Regions from separate parts of the Cricetulus griseus genome. Here region 2 is linked to region 1. Evidence: chromatin contacts called from public Hi-C data. All regions are on one chromosome and are shown on one strand. The core of a region is the stretch at or near the end of the contact, and the rest is flanking DNA. Distances in the headings are between cores, read along the strand shown.

Evidence for each region. A called contact is a pair of places that touch in the nucleus more often than the background predicts.
Region 2: a Hi-C map of fibroblasts shows a contact between it and region 1, with 2.0 times the contacts expected there. The contact joins the promoter of Mbp here to the enhancer-like site in region 1. A contact is called at or near these places in 4 of 8 Hi-C or Micro-C datasets (the CHK-Q cell line, the CHL-YN cell line, the CHO-K1 cell line and 1 more).

The regions. Positions count from the first base shown.
Region 1 is chr2:233,038,892-233,041,682 of CriGri-PICRH-1.0, reverse strand. Mbp (myelin basic protein) reads left to right here. Exons shown (of 7, transcript XM_035440308.1): 3 at 603-690. Among named protein-coding and RNA genes, the nearest start is that of Mbp, 48 kb to the left of the region's middle. Within about 2 kb of position 1,267, at least 2 of the 6 cell types and tissues checked have open chromatin away from gene starts, as enhancers often do. A contact at or near this core is called in fibroblasts, where this site is marked.
Region 2 is chr2:233,086,595-233,089,602 of CriGri-PICRH-1.0, reverse strand. It overlaps Mbp (myelin basic protein), which reads left to right and starts at 1,360. Exons shown (of 7, transcript XM_035440308.1): 1 at 1,360-1,489.

The DNA of each region.
Region 1 (2,791 bases), core at 18-2,517:
ATGCACGCACACACACAAATAAAACAATATAGTAAATATTAAATAATATAATAAGCCTCATATCCATGCTTGCATCAAAAGCTTCAACAGGATCCCAAAGAAAGGACAGAAAAGCTGCCCCAACCCCCCTTTATCCCATCATCCCCAGGAGTACCAGGGCACCAAGTCAGGGGCAACTGAACCCTCCCACAGTAGGTTGTTCCCTGCCTCGCAGAAACACAAGGAATCACTGAATGTTAGTATTTGTACTGTCCCCAGAGTCCCAACAGGCTCCTGTTTAGTCTTACCTAGAATTCAAAGCTATGTAAGCCGTTTGAAATCTAAGATTACCCACACAGGCAACCCGTCTGCAGATAGGAATTGCCTGGCTACTGTATTCTATCCAAGCTGACACTGGCACCCTCTCATGTGAAACCATCTACCCAGACCCAGAGCGCATGTGCTTGGCTAGGCAGAGCAATAACCCTGAGCTATCTCACCCGAGTCCAACCCTGAGCTCTGCCGCATCTCCCACTTGAAGACAAAGCATTAAGATCATTTTGTTGCCAAAAATGTATCGATATGTGTGCAACTGTGTTCATCGGTTTGTTATTTTCTTCCAGGATGGTGAGATTCACCAAGGAGAGGCTGAAAAAAAGAGAAGCGTGGGCAAACTTTCTCAGACAGCCTCGGAAGACAGCGATGTGTTTGGTATGTAGCGGACAGAGGGTATGACCCCCTTTCCTGCTTGGACTGTGAGCCCACGCCTTCTCACTGGGGAATTCTTGTCCTTGTCTTTGGGTTTTTGTTATTGCTGTTGTGGTTTTGTTTTGTTTTGTTTTTGTTACCATATGAGAATACAAGCTTGCACATGACACAGTGCACGTGTGGAAGTCAGAGGACAACCTCACCCCCCACTTTTTGTGAAACAGGTTATCTTGTTCACCACTGCATACCCCAAGATAACTGGTCTTTGAGCTTCCAATGGCTGGCTCCACCCATACCCTTCTCTTGACACTGGAATTACAGATGTGCACTATTGTGTGTGGTTTTACATGGATTCCAGGGATCCACACTGAGGTCCTCACGTTTATGCAGCAAGTCATTTACCCACTGGACTATGTCCCCATGCTCTGTCTTCATTTTTAAATATCTGTGCAATGGTGTGGTAAACAGGCCTCCTTACTGCCCTCCTGCAGACTCTCTCCCACTTTGTGTTCATGTTTGCTCTCTGTAGCCCTAAGGCTCCTCTCAGTCTCCCTCTCTGCCAGATGGTGGGGACATCAGCAAGCCAGCCCCACAGTGTCATAACAATGCTGACAAGGAAGTAAGCTTGCCAAAGTTTGTGCACTGCTTTCCTTGGGCTGGCTGCAGACGGTGACTCAGCTGTTGTTGGGAGTAAGTGTGGTCTTCGAAATGTTACCTTCCTGGTGCCTCAAGAATACACACTGCCCTGTGCATGGGTTTTCTGTTTCTTCCTACTTATCAGAGTGGACAAACATCCTCACCTGAGTCTTGTGGAATTGTGGTAGAGTTACCTTTTCCATGACTTCCCTCCGATGTGGGCTCCCACAACTGACCAGAATCTGAGGGACACTGCTGTCTTCTTTCTTCCACTTAGGGAGACAGGAGAAGGGAAGCGTGGTAGAGAACAAGCCCAAGTGGTAAGAGCCCACTGTCCTGAGAGGAAACAGCAGCCAGGCCCTGCCACTGCAGGTCATAGCCTAAGTTTCAGTCACTCAAAGCCTGCAACCCTTGGCCACTCCCTGATCGGGCCTCTGCTTGCTTATGCAAAGGTCTTTCTCCATCCTTCTCCCCTAGGCAGTGCCATCTACCCTGGTGTTTCTCAGGGTATTATTCTTTTTTACTAACTTAGTTTCTTCAAAATTCCTTCCTTCTGTGCTTTGTCCTTCTTGAGCAAGCACCTGTGGTTGAAAAGTCTGGGAATAGTGGTACCCTAAAATTGAAAACCATGACTGTGAGCTGAAAGTATGGTAGATCCAGGGCAGTGGGGGAGGGGCTCTTCCAGTTCCTCTAACTATGTCCATTTTCACTGGAATTTTCTTGGGGCATTTCTGTCTTTAGGAAGTGGGGTATTCTTTTTTTTAGTTGCCCCTGGGGCCTGAGCCTGGGGGAAGAGTAGAAGACAGCATTGTGACAGCAAAGTACAAAATTTAAAATACCCAGGGCAAGGCACAGTACAGAACTCAATGTCTGCCTGTGTGGTGTTTAGGGGGGAAAGCAAGTCTTTGGCCATGGTTTTTTTACTTGTGATTCCCAAGTACAGACATATAACTAATGCACATCTGTACACACAGAAGCATATTAGAGGTGCCAAAGAAAATGCAAAATATGTGTGTCTGGGTTTACATTTTCTTTAAGGAAGTGTTGTCTTTAGATTCAGTTGGGTTGTATTGTTGTTCTAGGGATGGATTTCAGGAGCTGAGTACATGCTAGGCAAGTGCCTTACCACTGAACTACGGTCCTAGTCCTATTTAATTGCTTTTTAGCTTATTTATAATCATAGTAACTTGTACCTACCATTATGTGTGTGAATGGTGTGTATACACACAGAGAAAATGGATGTAACACATGAACTATAGCACATAAAAGGCTCTCTGAGTTCCCTCTGTGAATTGTGTAAATGCCCTTACTCCTGAAGCTGTGAGGTGGCCCAGGAGACAGCTTCCTGACTGGAAGGTGGAAGCCAATGGCAATACAGAAGTTACAGGTCTCTCCATAATAAATGCAGTTGCTCCCGGGACCCGGGACAGGAATGCATTCATGCCTATGGCATGAAGGCACTTCCCAG
Region 2 (3,008 bases), core at 111-2,610, 48 kb before region 1:
GCATAAACAAATGTAACACATCTTTGCTTATTTAAGATTATATTCCACACCTATTACACAAGCATTGTATCCCTACAAACAATGTAAGCAACATTTCGCAAATTCTTTTCAAAGAGTCTAATTGGATCAGCCATACCTGCCACTGGGAAGGAAACCTGTTGTTCCTGGGAATCAACAGAAGCCTTGGAGGGCATGAGGCTGTTGTTCCCACTGTGGCTAGGCAGCTCCCAGATTCACTGACACCTGCAGGGCAGGGACATTGGGACACATCTGTCTCCTGGCTGCTGACATTGAGTTTTGATGCCTGGAATGGGACCCAAAGTTCTAACATTCTCTGATGTCCTGAGCATCAAGCCAGCTGTGAGCACTGGACATCCCTGTCCTGGGTGGCCCTCTTGCTTCAAACAGGCTTAAAGTCACTCCATCTTAGGTTGGACCAGGACCTTTCCCCTGCTTTTCTATCCTTACCTCCAAATCCCAGGACCTACATCCTCTCCGACTCCCCCTCGTATACCATAGCTCCTAGGTGCACGGACTAGTTAGGTGTCTCTACACTACTGTGAAAATAGTTGTCTTAGAAAGACTGGCATTTGGAAATAGTCACAAGATCCTCCACCTTCCATGAGGAGGTGAAACGCCTGGAAACTCCCTAGGAGCCAGCTCTGAGACTTCCTGTCCTCTGTTCTTTGCATGCATAGTGTGTGTCCCTAGGTTGTCTGATTGATACCCTCATAATGTTTATCTCACGAAGAACTAGAGACTTACTCAGCGTGGTCCCCTTCCACTAGTTCCTCCCACCTACCCTGAGTCAGGCTGATGGAGTCAAAAGATCCATGTGGCAGCAGGGAACCTGTGTTCAAGTAAGCACAGTGGGGTCCTCAGTGGCAGAAAGGGAAATTTCCTTGCTGGAGTCACTAGCCTCCTTCGTGACAACAGACGTCCTGGGCCCTCTAGCCAGCACCTGCGGTCTCAGCTCCAGCTTCAGGCCCAGAACACAAAAACTACCTCGGGTCCGGCTGACCTTCTCATCCGGAACAGGTGCCAGGGATCAAGGTAACCCATGGTACAGGGCGAGCGATGCCAATTAGACCTCTCTTCCGAGCTCCCGCTGTCCAGGCTTCTGAAGCAGGAAAGGTTCCGAGAGCAGCGGTGCGGAGCGTAGGGCGGTGACGAGCAAAGCCCCGCCCCGCGGCTCGCAGGGCTGCCCTGCCCCTGGGTCCCCGCTTGTCCTCCGCCCTCCCAGTGGCGCGCATTTACCTGCTTGCAGGCAGAGGGAGGCGGGGCGGGAGCGGGGTGCGCGCCCGTCCCCGGAGCAGCCGCTGTCAGTCACCGCTGCTGAGCGCCAGCGAGGACGAGCCTCTGGCCCAGGCGGCCCGCGCCTGGCGACCCGAAACACAGTACCCGCGGCCCAGCGACCCCGAGCCCAGCGTCGGGCCCCTCCTGCCGGGCTCCCGGGCGCCCATTGGCTTCCAAGGCGCAGGCAGCACTGGTGAGTGATCGTCATCAGGGACGCGCGGGGCGGCCCTGGAGCCTTTGTCTCCGCGCCCCTAAGAGCGGGAGACCTCGGCACCGAGCCTGACTCTCAAAGAGACGAAGGGAAGGGTGCTCGGTACTGGCACCAGAACTCTGATCCCTCCCCAGGCCAGGAGCGCCCGGGTCACAACTGACCAGAGGAGCAGGTGTCCCCGCAGGTGGCAGCTGGGCGACCTCTCGGACCGAAACCACGTCGGCAGCCCCATCTTTCTTGGCAAGTGGTGGACGCAAGTGTAGACTCAGGTCCACAGCGGTGGGGACTAGGAGCCTGCAGGATAGCCCGGAGTGGTCTCCGGCCAGGCCTGGGGACCCCGGGGTCGCTGAAACTCGAGCGGCCTAAAAATGGTGAGGGGAGGAGTTTAGAGGTGGGAGGTGACCTCGGTCTAGAGAGACAGCCGTCCGCGTGCGGAGAGGGGTCCTGATGGGCTCCGAGGGCGCCCAGGGGCCCACCTAAGCCTGCCTTGCCTGCTAACCACACACCTGCTGGCCCTCGTGCGAGCCCTGCCCTGCTCTGCCCTTCCCCACAAGGAGAAGCAGTTCCTCTTCGAGCAGAGGGCGGCGACAGGCACTTGTCCAGGCTTCCGCCTTCTCCGGGCCTGTCTCGGGCTCCTAGGCCCTCTCCCACCCTGCCCACCTGCTGGCCCCCGCGCTGTGTCCAGCCCGGCCCCGTCTTCCCGCCCTAACTTGATCTCTTGGTCCTGCTGAAGCGCCGGGTCCCAGTAGCCCCCGGGGGACAGTCCTCGTGTTCATGTTCTGCTTTGGTGTGTTGTAAACGCCTCTGGTTTTTAGGGGATGTGCGTACCCTGTGTGGGATTTTGAGGTGTTTCTCTAGTCCCCTGATTTGGGAGGTGGAGCGAGGCTTGGACAAGGGTTTGTGATTCTCTGAGGAATCAGTTCTGACACTTGACGCTTGCCAGCAGGACAGCTGCTGAGCCACACAGCACACCACACCACATGAGAGTGGATCTGTGCCGTTGGGGACAGTCTTGGAGCAGGGCGTGAGAGCCTGTCGGGTGGGAGGCATCAGACACTGGACAGGCATCGCCTCTGCCTGCGCAGGACACCGGGCATGCAACTAGAACATTTCTTTAGAAGAAGGCAACCTTAGGGAGGTCTCATTTAAGACCTGTGGCTTTGGAGATTATGTCTAGATGAGCTCAAAGGACCACTCACTCACTACTCATGGCTCTCCCAGAAGAGCTTCCCCTGCCACCGGCACCTCTGGGATGGGTGGGGGCACCCGTGTTAGAGGATGGGATCCTGGGAAGAGGCCAACCCAAGTTGGAGTGCAGGATAACCACATAACAGGTGCACAGCCCCCCAGCTCGTGTAGACATTCCCAGATTCTCGGTTGGATAAACAGAAACCTGAGAGAGAAAATAACAGTTTAAAATAATCGTGAATGTGAGGTGCAACGCCTAAGAATTTAATTGTTCTGAAATGCGTACTTTTATCGACTTGAGATTTTTTTAAAA